Regions from separate parts of the Macaca mulatta genome. Here region 2 is linked to region 1. Evidence: chromatin contacts called from public Hi-C data. All regions are on one chromosome and are shown on one strand. Each heading gives the region's core, a stretch centred on a gene start, on an enhancer-like site or on the middle of the called end of the contact. The rest is flanking DNA. Distances are from core to core; before and after follow the strand shown. Region 1 holds the start of ISCU (iron-sulfur cluster assembly enzyme). Region 2 holds the start of CORO1C (coronin 1C).

Region 1 (6,562 bases), core at 1,924-4,423:
CTGAACCTCTGTTTCTTCATCTGTAAAAAGAGAATGTGGGCCGGGCGTAGTGGCTCAGGCCTGTAACCCCAGCACTATGGGAGGCCAAGGTGCGTGGATCCCCTGAGGTCAGGAATTCAAGAGAAGCCCGGCCAACATGGTGAAACTCCATCTCTACTAAAAATACAGAAATTAGCCGGGCGCAATGGGGCATGCCTGGATCCCAGCTACTGGGAAGGCTGAGGCAGAAGAATCGCTTCAACCAGGGAGGCAGAGTTTGCAGTGAGACGAGATGGTGCCACTGCACTCCAGCCTGGATGACGGGGCGAGACTCTTGTCTCAAAAAAAAAAAAGAGAATGTGCTCCATCTCTTCTGTTTGCCCCCTCCAAACACACCCTACCCTCTCCTCCCTGCCCTGTGTCCCCGAGTATAGACCCCATATACAGGTTTTCTGGCTCTTCAGCTTCCAGATGGGTCTGCCCAGCAGAAGGCACCAGCAGGGGAAGTTTGGTGGAAGGAAGAAAGGGAGGTCAAGGTATTTCTTCCCCCACCCCAATCCTTGACAGGAAACTGGGGCTGCATCCCTTGAACAAAGTTATCAGCAGGTCTCAGGTGCCCTCTCTACACAACTCAGATCATTCCCTTCACCCCTTCAGGCCCAAAGATGGACACCAGGTTCTGGAGTTACTAGCCATGGGATACTAAACCTTCACTCCTGATTTCCCTACCCACACCCTTACTTTCTCTCAGATCATCCTAATCTAAATGTGCCACCTATTTCCTGCTGAGATCCTGGATTATACAGTAGATATCACCACCTCGTAAGGTTACAAACGAAAGACCATGTTATGACTAGATGCTAGGCACTGGACTATAGATACTGTTACAACAATTATATTATGCAGACATTGTTGCTCCCAATCTGCAGATGAGGAAGCCGAGAGGATCAGAGAAATTAAGAAATTCTCACAAGGACATACAAGGGTGGAACAGCTAGAACTGAGGCCTTAACCTCCAGAACCAGCAAACCTTTCCATTTCTATTATCACCATCGCGGTCAATATTTTTCCTACCACAAGTTTCATCACCGCCGTCATTCCTACACAACAAAGTAACAGTCTCTTGTGAACGAGTGTATTTCTACTGTTGGACGTGTGGCTACGAGGGGGAGTTCTGGAATGGGATCAAAGTACGAGGCCTGACTTGCAGGAAGTATTATCTTGAGCAAGAGACTTTCCTCCACGAACCTCAGTTTCCTCCAATAAAATGGGGATAGATAACAGGGCTTCCTTCACAGGGTGGTGAGGAGGATTCAATGGGATAACATTTGCAAAGCACCGGGCACGCAGTAAGCACTCAAATGACAGGAGCTACGGTCATGAAAAAGGGGTTTGCAGCCTTGGCGGCTTTATGGCCGCCGAGGACTAGGGAGGCGGGCCAGGACACGGGGACCTGAGGACCTGAAAGACTGGAAGGTGCCCGCTGCCCACCCCCGGGCCCACCTGCTCCTCCAGTCTCTCAATCTCCAGCTGGTTCTTCTCCTCCTCTTCGTCATATTCCCACTCGTACTCCCCGGGGGAGCTCTCCGCGGAGGAAGCCATGGCGTACTCATCCCCATCGCTCTCGCTCACGCCTTCCTCCTGCTGATCCCACCCTGGCCCCACGGTCTTGTATGTCGCAGCGGCCACAGCCCGCGATAACACCTTCCTTCTTGTCCTCGCCGCCTTAACCTCATCCTCCTCTCCGTCAGCCTTGGGCCCAGCCTTGGACTCAGCCTCAGGTTCTGAAGCCGAGGTTGCGGCCGCAGTCGCCATCTTGCGCTTCTAATGACTCTCGGGTCTTCCCGCGGCCGCCAAAGACCCGCTGAGGCAGAAGCTGCCCGCGGCGCGCGCCTTATCAAAAGCCCGTTTTCTTGACACTGAAAGGGAAACTGGGAACCTTAGATAACGAGAAAATCTCCAAATACACTAAATTCATTTTATTTTATACCCCTGTAAAAACTCCCACCAGAGAAAAAACTCATTATCATGGCATACGTTCCGTCACAACTTCGGACAGAAGTTGGGTCTTTGGGCAGGAAGTGGAGGCCATAGAGGAAGTCATGGAGCGAGCGTGGTGTCTGTAGTAAAGAATTTGGCGCCATCTTGAGAAGGTCAAAGTGATTCTTAGAAAAAATACCTTACTTATCGCCTAGCGTGACCTGGCGCTTGGGTTTAGTCTCCCCAGCAACTGCACCTCAAACGCAAAGAAAACTGCAGGTCCTCGGGGAAGGATCGATTTCACCATTCAAGAGAAAAATCCATTTCCCAAAGAAATTCTTCCCCTTTATGTAAACATCTGGTACCTAGGAGGCGTTAAATACACTTGAGTTTTCCGGTTTTATAAGCTCACATACTGCAAACCAACAGTAAATACGCATTTCTTTAGAAATTCTTAATTGCTAGGCACCGACATATAAATTGAATTTGCTGTTGTTTTAGAGAGAAAAATAGACATATACTCATTTTTTTTCAATCAGGACATGGTGTTCGTTTCCTTCTTAAGCTTCCCATTGTTGAGGTAGGCAAGTACTGGAGTGTGTCTCTATCTCTACCTTGCTCCCTCATTAGCAAGCTTAATAGGCAGGAATTACGTCTGTTTTGCTTTCTGTTGGATCCCCGGGTCTAGTAGAGTGCCTTGACACATAGTAGGTACTCGACACAGATGCTGGCTTCATGATGAAGGAATTGTCCTCGAATTAATACAAAAGGGAAGATTCAGACTTAGCAAGCCGGTACCATTTGTCTAGGGACACACAGCCAGGAAGGAACCGAACCAGGATTCTAACCCAGGACTACCCAAGTTCGAATTCTAATTGAACCTAAGCCCTAAGCGACCTTGGACGGAGTGACCAAACTGCCCTGAATCTCAGCTTCCTTAGCTGCAAAATAGGGTTAGGAAAAGTGGACTCAGTGGTCCTCTGCGCCGCATTCCCACACTGCAGAAGCCTGAGATCCTCTCTCAACCAGAATCCAGCACCCAGGACAAGCCCTCTAGCGACTTCAGACCTTCCCGCTCCCGACCCCGCCCGCCCCCGAGAGGCGTGGTCAAGGCGGGGCCACAGGGCGGAGGCTTGCACGGAACGGTAAGGCGCAGGCGCAAAGCCTCGGTGACGCCAGAGAGGCGCGCTCCCAGCTCGGCGCCGACTCGCAGACGCGCCCCGCCCCTCGGCATCGCTCTGGACTGGCGCAGGCGCAAGCCGGCAAGATGGCGGCAGCTGGAGCTGGCCGTCTGAGGCGGGCAGCGTCGGCTCTGCTGCTCCGGAGCCCCCGCCTGCCCGCCCGGGAGCTATCGGCCCCGGCCCGACTCTATCACAAGAAGGTAGGGACAAACGAGGGGACACGCGGAATGCCGACTCGGGGGAGGCCTGGGCTGGAGCGGCGGCCGCGGGGTTCTACGCAGCCAGGACTAGCTGTCGCCTCCCACGTCTTTCCCCTGACTCACTTTCCCTTGCTACGCAGTGAGGCTCACTGCAACTGATAAACAACAGTTACCGCTTATCGGGCTGCGACTTCCAGGGGGCCCCGCCGCTGGCCGCGACTTCGTGCGTCCCAACTTTAAATTCGCCAACAGCCCAGGAGGCAGGGTCCTGTTGGGACTTGTCTTTTACAGTCCATTGACAGACACACCCCCGGAGCGGGCTCCGGCTTCAGCCACGCTGCTGCCCTGGCCAGATGACCTTGCGCTAGTCACTGCGCCTCTCTGAACTTGTTTCCCCAGGTGTAAATGAGGACTCTCAGCTGTCTCTTACAAAGGATACTGTGCATGGAGTCCTGTCATGGTTCCTGGCACATAGGCCCCAGCACGAGGAGACCGTTTTTGTTACTGCTTTAGGAGTGCATAGGGGAGTCAGACTTGTAACCAACATGCGTAGTGTTTTTGTTTTGTTTTGGGGGTTTTTTTGGCGGGGAAGGAGGGATAGATGCATAGTTTGCAGCCCCTTGCTGTCTGGTGACGCAAAGTCCCCCAGACGTGAGACTGCCACTCTAGAAACAGAATAAATCAACGTGGCACAAAAAGTCCCTCCGTTAGATACTATCCTATAGGGGCCTTTACTTGGAGTCAAAATCCTTAGATGGGGAGGAAAAGGGGACTGGAAGATCGGGGTGCTTACTACTAACCAGTAACCACATTAAGGCCTTCTGTGTGCCAGTTCGAATAGATGTTGATTCTGATCTGGCCTCTGCCCTTTCTCCAAGGGCTTCTTCACTCCTCCCCCTCCCGGCGGTGTGTTTCGTTGAGGGTACACCCCGAGGAAACTTGGACTAGCAGCCTTTCAGCAGCCAGGGTGCGCTGCTGCACCAGGGTGATGACAGGCTCTGAAATACGGTAATGGCACTGTTTTTATTTTGAAAGACACATAAACGTACACATTCCATAGCATTGTTCTCTGTGTAACAGTCACCTTAAGGCTTCTAAAAGTTTTCCCTTCCTGGGCCATAGTTATTTTTAGAATTTTTAAATAGTAATCATCCTTTGAGGATAGTTTTTATTTGAAAATAACAAAACTGCTGTTTGAGCCCAAGTCTGGTGATGTAGGTGGGTAAAAGTCAAGTATTTTTGTAAAAACCCTATGGAATTAAGACATGATTTCACTGATATTTTTTTCTTCTAGGTGTCGCTAATCTGTGAAGTAGTTGTAGAGGAGACACAAAAGGAATTGGGGGTCACAAATGGTTCTCACTGACATGAGTGTAGACCTTTCTACTCAGGTGAAATTTGGTGATTGCCTGCCAGGTTCAAGATGCTGACTTCCAGGAGCTTGCCACCATACCAGAGACCAGCACCAATAGAGAGTGAACACGATTTATCTTAACCCTCTCATTTTAGGTTGTTGATCATTATGAAAATCCTAGAAACGTGGGGTCCCTTGACAAGACATCTAAAAATGTTGGAACTGGACTGGTGGGGGCTCCAGCATGTGGTGACGTAATGAAATTACAGGTATGGCTAGTCTTTAATAGTGATAACAATAATCCCTTTAAGTTTACAAAGCACTTGCACATACAGCATTTCACTCGGTCTCCATCTTTATTCCTGTGAGATGGGATGAGTCCATGTTAGACATGATTGGAACAGGGCCTCAATCGTAGCTCTCCTGCTAGGCTAGTGTACTATGCCGACTTTTTCCGAAATAGAAAAGTAATCTCATTTTTGTACTCACTGTATAAGTTTAAATTCCAACTTCAGCCAACGAAAGAGTTTTGTAAATTTTACTGATCAAAGGAAAATCCCAGTGAGCTAGCAGTCCCCAATGAGATAAGAAACACAGTAAATTAAACCTGTCCCCAGATTGGGAGCAACATGAAGATAGTGTCTAGTGCTTTGGGTAAACTGTTGTTGTAGCGCCAATCTGCTGCTTCATGGTGAGTGGGCAGCTTGCCAGAGATCTTCATACCTATCTTGGAATACAGAAACAAAACAGGAGGAAACCACTAAGTATAATCTGCTGCCCAAGAAAAAAGTATTAACCAGAGACCTTTATTGTGTACTCTCTCAGTGTTTAAGAGGCAGATTGCCCCAGCAGCTGTGAGCAGACTGCCTCAAATAGAAGTTCATAGCCAAAATGCAAGCCAGAGTCGCAAAACAAAATAATATTGGGGTGGAGGAACATATTTTTCAGCTGATCTTTGTCAGTTGGGCCTGGATAGTTGTCCCTGCATTTCACTTTTCATCACTGAGCTCTCTGAAACAAGGCAAAATCAGTAATTAATACCATCACTTAGTATGGAAAGCAAGCCCAAAGCCCTTGGGGAAGGCCCCAATGAAACTTCGTGAGTGCCAAGTTCCAGAGGGTGGTCCTAGGACTCACCACTTAACTCTTGTCTCTTTTCTAGATTCAAGTGGATGAAAAGGGGAAAATTGTGGATGCTAGGTTTAAAACATTTGGCTGTGGTTCTGCAATTGCCTCCAGCTCATTAGCCACTGAATGGGTGAAAGGAAAGACGGTAAGGTTGCTCACAAATCTGACAGAATGAAATTGCATTCACCCCAAGCCTGTCTCTTGACGGGTCTAATGGGTCAAAAACAACCATAACTTTTTTTTAATATTCTGAATTTTTAAAGTTTCTGCTATACAGATGTTGATTATATTAATTCTTCAAATTGGGAATTATAGATCATTCTAGATGATGTTTGGGTTTTTTTCTTGTTGATCATTTTGTTTGTTTGTTTGGGTGTTAATTACATACAAAAAAGATCCTCACCTGTCCCTCTAACAAAATAGAATTTAGAAGAAATCTTTGGCTTTCTCTAAGGTTACCAATACTCTTATAATTTGTCAAGTCAGAGAGTTGTTATATGGTAGTTATTTTCTTGCTTATTTCCTCTCATGTTTCAGGAAGGGTTCTAGGTGGCTTACAAGGATTGGTGAAATAAACTAGCGTGTGTTAAAAGAGGGATTAAAGAATCAAAAACACAGCAAGGGTAGGGGCAAAGTGAACAACGAAATCAGAACAGTGATCCAGGTGGCTGATCACAAGCCCTCTAAAGGCAGAGATAATAAAGAGCTAGAACTTCTCTTTCATCCCTTTCTCTCCGAAG
Region 2 (6,562 bases), core at 2,423-4,922, 180 kb after region 1:
CAATAAAAAGACAACCTATTAAAAAAACGGGCATTTGAATAGACATTTCTCCAAAGATTACATATACTAATCACATGAAAAGACGCTCAACATCCTTAGCCACGAGCAAAACATAGATGGCTAGAATCAAAAAGTCAGAGAGTAACAAGTGTTGGCAAGAATGTGGAGAATTTAGAACCTTCATACACTCTTGGTGAATACTGTAAAATGGTACAGCTGCTTTGGAGAATTCTGGCCGTTCCTCCAATAGTTAAATATAGAGTTACCATACAACCCATCGATTACATTCCTAGGTAAATACTCAGGAGAAATGAAAATATATGTTCACAGCGTTATTTATAATAGCCAAAAAGGGAAAACACCCAAATGTTCATCAACTGATGAATGGATAAACAAAACATGGCATATTCATACAATGGAATATTATTTGACCATTAAAAAAAAGAATGAAGTACTATACAATAAATACTACCACATATTTAAACCTTGAAAATATGCTAAATAAGGGCAAGACACAAAAGACTACATATTGTATGATTCCATTTATATGAAACGTCCAAAATAGGCAAATCCATAGAGAAAGTAGATTAGTGGTTGCCCAGGGCTGGGGAGGGAAGGAACTGGTGAGGGAGGACTTCTAAGGGGTATGGGGTTTCTTTTTGGGGGTGATGAAAATGTTCTAAAATTGATTGTGGTGACAGCTGCACAACTCTGTGAATATACCAAAAACCACAGAACTGTACACTTTAAATGGGTGAACTGTACGGTATGTCTCAATGAAGCTGTTACAAAACAAAAAAAGTTCCATTCTGCACTCTAGAAATACAAAGTGCTCAGAAAGGAATACAGAATCTTGTTCACTCACTTTAAAGGATCTGAACTAGGGCAAAGAAAACCCAGAGAGATTCTATTACTTAACATTCTAGGTACTAGGTCATACTGAAATATTCATGAAGAATTCTACGTTTTAATACCGAAAACGTATCTTAAGTTTAAAAAGGTATACGTGTCAGAAAAGAGTTTTCATAATTCAAGGAGACGGTAACACAGAGAAGTCATAAATGGAAAACAAGCTTAAGAGGTTTTATCACATGGATTTGTACCTTGAAAATGCAAGTAGCTCTCAAATTTATTATTGCTCCACCCCTGAAAAGAGGTCAAAGGTAAAACAGCCCAATTAATAGTATGTTTCTAAAGTACCAGTTTGTGACAAATCAAAATGAGAAATTAGTATTTTGCCATCATAAAGAAGAGACTCGTCGACATACCCACTTATATAACTAAGAATTGATATTTATCCTTTTGAACATTCCATCTCATAGGCATTAGAGTGACTCTCCTCCTCACGGCTGGAGTGGATCCCAGAAGTGACAGTAAGTTAAACATAAAACTTTTATCAAAAAACCCAACAGTGTTTAAAAAAATGCTATTCACTGACACTGAATCTAATCCTAAACTATACATAAACAAACATAAATGCTGATTAGCACAATCTGCAGGCAAAGTAACAAAGGATCACGAAAAATTCAATATTGTGTGCAGTGATGTTTCATCGATATGTATCTATTAAAATTCATCAGGCTTTAATGTAACTTTCACAAATAATCAAAATAAATATGGACAAGATAGGTTCTGTATTTGTCAAAAACGTGTGTTCCTGACGTTTATACCAAATCTTTGTTCGATCCTCAGTACACACGACTACCCTCCACCACAAAACGCTGCACTTCAAGACCTAAGGTACAACACAATTCTCAGTTTTATTTCACTTTTTTCCCTACTTATTTACGCGACTTCTCAGATCCAATGTTTGCTATTATGCTTCATAGCCAAACATTATGACTGTGAAACATACCTCCAAACCAAAAATATTAGTTTCCTTAAATCATCTGAAATGTATAGAACCAAGTCCAAAATAGATTTTGCACATTTCTTCAGTTTTACAGGGAATGCAGAAAGTGAATTAATATTAAACAGATATCTATTTGCCTTCACAACTGAACAGACGGTACAAAGCAACTGCTTATACTTAATCATGTTTCTGTCTATTCCAGCAGGCCCTGGTGTCAGGAGAACGTTCTGCCAGATAAGGACAATGAGATGCATTATTATATAGAGTGACTAAGAGCCCTACAAGTACTGTTTTAGAATGTAATTCCAGGCAGAAAGGCTGCGGTAAGAGGGCCTAATATTTTGTGATAACTATTTCCAAGAGTAAATATATTCGCCACCCAAGACCAGTTTATTAAACGCACACTACATTCAATTCTTTTCAAATGTCTTATAGGAGGGAAAAGCCTTTGTATCTTACTATGCCGGGGGAAATGAACAACTTGCAATTTGCTTCGCACTCTGAATCCCACGTTTGCAACATTTAGAGCAAGCACTTCAGACACCACAAAACAAGGGCAGCCTACATTACGGCCAAATATAGGATGTGTTTCTAAACCGTGATGCAGTAAAGCCTACGATTCCTTTTCCAGCGTTCAAAATTCTTTGAACACTCCCAAAAAAGGATGGCAGGGCCAGCGCCTCCCTCCAAGAGGAAGCCCCTTTCTTCTCGGCTCTCACCGCAGCCTGCCACTTCCCCCCACACATTCAAATCATTTGAGAGACGGAGAGCTGGGGAGCGTGCGCCGGTGGGGACAGGCGGGAGAGCTCGGTTTCTGCATTCCCACCCTCCACGTCTGACCTCATCCTCAATCATTTCGGCGCAGCGGGGCCCCACCTGCACCTCGCTCCCTTTTACTGCGTCCCTCGCCAGCTGCCCCGCTATTAGGGGAACACACCTCTGAATCACCCAGTTCACTCGGACGACAGTCTTCCGGCTTCGTTCCTCCCCTCCCAACCCCCAGCCAGTCCCAGCCCTCTGCTCCCTTGGCCAGGCTCAGCCTCTACCCAAGCCGCCCCCACCCACATTACTCCAGCTCCAGCCCTGCCCCGCCCTGCCTGACCCCCAACCGAGATCTGCAGGGCCCAGAGCTGGCCTCGCACCCAAAGCCAGGAAACCCGCAGGCCAGGCGGCCACCCTCGCCCCTCCCGACGCAGGGCCCAGCTCGCCTTGGCCCCACGTGAGCCCAGCCCCTGCCCGCCCCCACCCACTCGCTCCCTGGGGCGGCCCAAACCCAGTCCCCAGGCCTGAAGCCCCAGGGCTCTGCGCCTCGCCCGGAGCAGCCCTTCCCTCCCAGCACCTCTCCCGAGCAGGCGATCCCTGACCCCTAAAAGCCTTCCCTGGGCAGCCGCGTCCCACCTCGGCCGGCGGCTCCGCACCCGGCTAGGAGCGTTCCGGACCTCGAAAGCCTCCTCCCCACAGGGACCCTGCTTCACGCTTCCCACGCCACCTGGTTCGGTCCCCAACTCCGTTTCCCCGAGCCCCCGACAGCAGCCCCCAGCCTAACCCCTTGCACCCCAGCCCGTGAACCCGCGCCCCGCACGCCCACCCAGCCCTGTCCCCTCCACCCAGCCCTGCCCCTCGCCCCGCCGGCTCCTGTCAGCCCGCGCAGGCACAGGCTCAGAGGACAGGTCCGCCCGCCCGACTCGCTCTCAGGCTGCCCCGTCGGGCGCGCGCCGCTCACCCGGGCCGAGGTGCCTGAGGCGCCGCCGCCGAAGTCCCTGCTGCAAAGCAGGGCGAAGCCTCCAACCGCTGCCGCCTCCCGCCTGGCACTGAGCGCTGTGAGGGGGAGGGGCGCGGGCAGCCGCCCCCGCCCCCGCCACCGCGTGTAGGCCCCGCCCCCGCACCGCGCGGGGCCCAACCAGGGCTGCCGGGCTGCGGCACGCCACGCCCATTTCCGGGAGGGGAAGCCCGCTTCCCACCCCACGTTCCACGCCTTGCTACGCCCCCTCTGGTCGTGCCGAGGGATGCAGACGGTGCCCAAGCGCACGCCCAGCTCTCCAGTCATCTGAGTGGCCAGAGGGCCACGCCCACAGGCGCCTCTGAGCCACGCCCACTGCTCCTTAGACCCCGGAGCCGGGTTGTTAGAGCCCCGCTCACTGACCCGCTAGGCTCTGCGAGGCCACGTCCCCTAGCTCCTCAAAGATTCCCCCAGAATCCCTTAATACAGGAACATTAGCTCTTCTGAGCCCCGCGCACTGCCTATCCAAGTCCTTAAAGCAGCCTCCTGGTTCCCTAAGCCCGGCTGCCCTCCCACTGCTTCAGAACTCGCCCAGCAGCCTCACAAAGCCCCGCCCCGTCTTCCAGAAGCCCCGCCCAAGGACTGCAACCCTATTCCTAGCATCTCAAGCCCCGCCCACTGCCCGATCTCAACGTTTAAACCTCAAGCCCCGCCCCGAATTCGCGAATCCACGCCTCTGGCCCCCGAGGCTCCGCCCTGGCTCCGTCACACACTCCCACCACCTCCCCTGAGGACTGCCGAAGTTCCAGCCCTCCCTGAACCGTCCATTGTCACATTCCTAGTGCAGGGTGTCCGCCCCTGGGCTGGGCCACACCCACGTAACACCAAAGAGGGCCCGTGATTGACCCCATTTCGCAGGTGAGGGAATGGAAACTTCAGGGTTCCTCCCTTCCTTTCCCTGGCCGGAGTCCCTTAATAACTCGGCGGCCCGGGCCTGAAAGTCGGAGCACAGGAATTTGAGCCTCAGCTCTGCTGCCGTCAGACTGTGTGACCTGGGATAGTTCTCTTACCTCTCTGGGCCAGAGTTCCCTAATCTTTAGCATGAAGAAATTGTCCTGTTAATAGCCAAAATCCGTTTCTGAAATACTAAGCTCTGAAATACCGAGATTTGAGAAAACAGAGCCTGGGGAACCGAATTGACTGAGGGGTAGGGCTACTTGTTTCCCAAACAAGACATCTTTGCCATTCACAGGGGGATTTTTTTTATTTTAAGCGTCGGCCTCAGAAACGTGTGTTATTTAAATCAGGCTCGACCTGAACTAAGACAGCTATCACAGCAAATTCTCTCTTAGGGTCAGTTTCTTTATCTGTAAAATGGGGATAATAACAGCCCCTCCCTCACAGGGTTCCATGAGAGCATATTAGCAGCCATGATCATGGCATTACTTTTTGCCATTAAAAGGAATGGCAAAAACCGCGATTACTTTTACACCAGGATAATAGTAATAGGCTTAGAAGGGTTCCTGGCTTGTAATAAACCCTCGACAGTCCCTGTTGCTGCTACTGCTGGGACTCAAGAAAATGAAAGGTTGGGTTTTATTTTGCCTTCAAGCAGCCACTCCTAATAAGAGGAATTCAGCACTCTTCCTGCAGCAAGATTTGCCACTCACTTTATTTAAATGAGATAAACGTGATAAAACACCTACTGCAGTGCCTGCCATATGGTGCGGTTCAAAAACAATTCACTTGTTTTTGTTTGTTTGAGACAGACCCTTGCTCTGTCGCTCAGGCTGGAGTGCAGTGGGGCGGTCCACGGCTCACTGCAGCATGGACCTCCCTGGCTCAAGCAATCCTCCCACCTCAGCCTCCCACGTAGCTGAGACTACAGGCACGTGCCACCATGCCCAGTGAAATTTTTAACATTTTTTTGTAGAGATGAGGTCCTGCTATGTTGCCCAGGCTGGCCTCAAACTCCTGAGCTCAAGAGATCCTCCCACCTCGGCCTCCCAAAGTGTTGGGATTACAGGCATGAGCCACTGTGCCCACAATTCAATAGTTTTGAACAATATAAGTTGATTTTTTAAAATTCACTAGTTAATAAATTAAACAGGGGCATTGATAGCAGTGAGTTCTAAGTGCTTTGGGGAAAATGAACATTGGTAAAGTGCTTTGAGTTCTAACTGGAAACCACCGAGTAAGCTGGCTTATTCTTTGGAAACAGATTATGGCTAACATTTAGCCATCACTTACACATGCTAGGCCCTATCTGAGTGCTTTACATGCAGAATCTTCTGAAATTGCTCAACAATCCTATGGCCACGGAAATAATTCTATTTTTTTTTCTTTTTGAGACACAGTCTCACTCTTTTGCCCAGGCTGAAAGCAGTGGCTCCATCTGGCTCACTGCAGCCTCAAACTACCAGGCTCAAGCAATCCTTCCACCTCAGCCTCCCCAGTAGCTAAAACTACAGGTGCACACCACCTTGCTCACTAATATTTTTACTTTTTGTACAGATGGGGTCTTGTTTTGTTGCCCAGGCTAGTCCCAAATTCCTAGGCTCAAGATATCCTCCCACTTGGGCCTCCCAAAGCATTGGAATTACAAGCGTGAGCCACCACACCCAACCCAGAAGGGATTCCTAATCCCCACCCATAAAGGTGAAGAAACTGAGACTCAGAGAAGTTAAATTCCTTGTCCAAGTCACATGGCTTGAACCACGTAGAACCCACATCCATCTAAATGCAGAGCCTGCACTCTTAGCCAGTTAGTCATTACACTAAACTGCCTCTGTGGCAGCATGACAGAACTGAAAAAACCATGGACTTTGGATTCTGGCTGGTTTAGGTTTAAATTCAGGTTCCACCTGTTACTCATTGTGTGACGTTCAGCAAGTCACTTCCCCTCTCTGAGCTGTATTCTCCTTGCCTATATATCACCGGGATCATGTAAATGCTTCAGGAAGTGGTTTTGAATATTCAGGAGTTTAGAT

The links. Hi-C and Micro-C count contacts between places; a contact is called where the count stands out from the background.
Region 2: a contact with region 1 is called in a Hi-C map of liver, with 2.8 times the contacts expected there. The contact joins the promoter of CORO1C here to the promoter of ISCU in region 1. A contact is called at or near these places in 2 of 14 Hi-C or Micro-C datasets (fetal cortex germinal zone and liver).

The regions. Positions count from the first base shown.
Region 1 is chr11:115,687,862-115,694,423 of T2T-MMU8v2.0, forward strand. ISCU (iron-sulfur cluster assembly enzyme) reads left to right here and starts at 3,174. Exons shown (of 5, transcript NM_001261474.1): 1 at 3,174-3,340; 2 at 4,850-4,963; 3 at 5,857-5,967. The coding sequence starts at 3,227. SART3 (spliceosome associated factor 3, U4/U6 recycling protein) reads right to left here and starts at 1,805. Exons shown (of 19, transcript NM_001257555.1): 1 at 1,483-1,805. The coding sequence starts at 1,794. LOC144333019 (a long non-coding RNA gene) reads left to right here. Exons shown (of 2, transcript XR_013401325.1): 2 at 176-1,808.
Region 2 is chr11:115,865,283-115,871,844 of T2T-MMU8v2.0, forward strand. It overlaps CORO1C (coronin 1C), which reads right to left and starts at 3,673. Exons shown (of 11, transcript NM_001265934.1): 1 at 3,576-3,673. It overlaps LOC144333026 (a long non-coding RNA gene), which reads left to right. Exons shown (of 2, transcript XR_013401332.1): 2 at 1-1,352.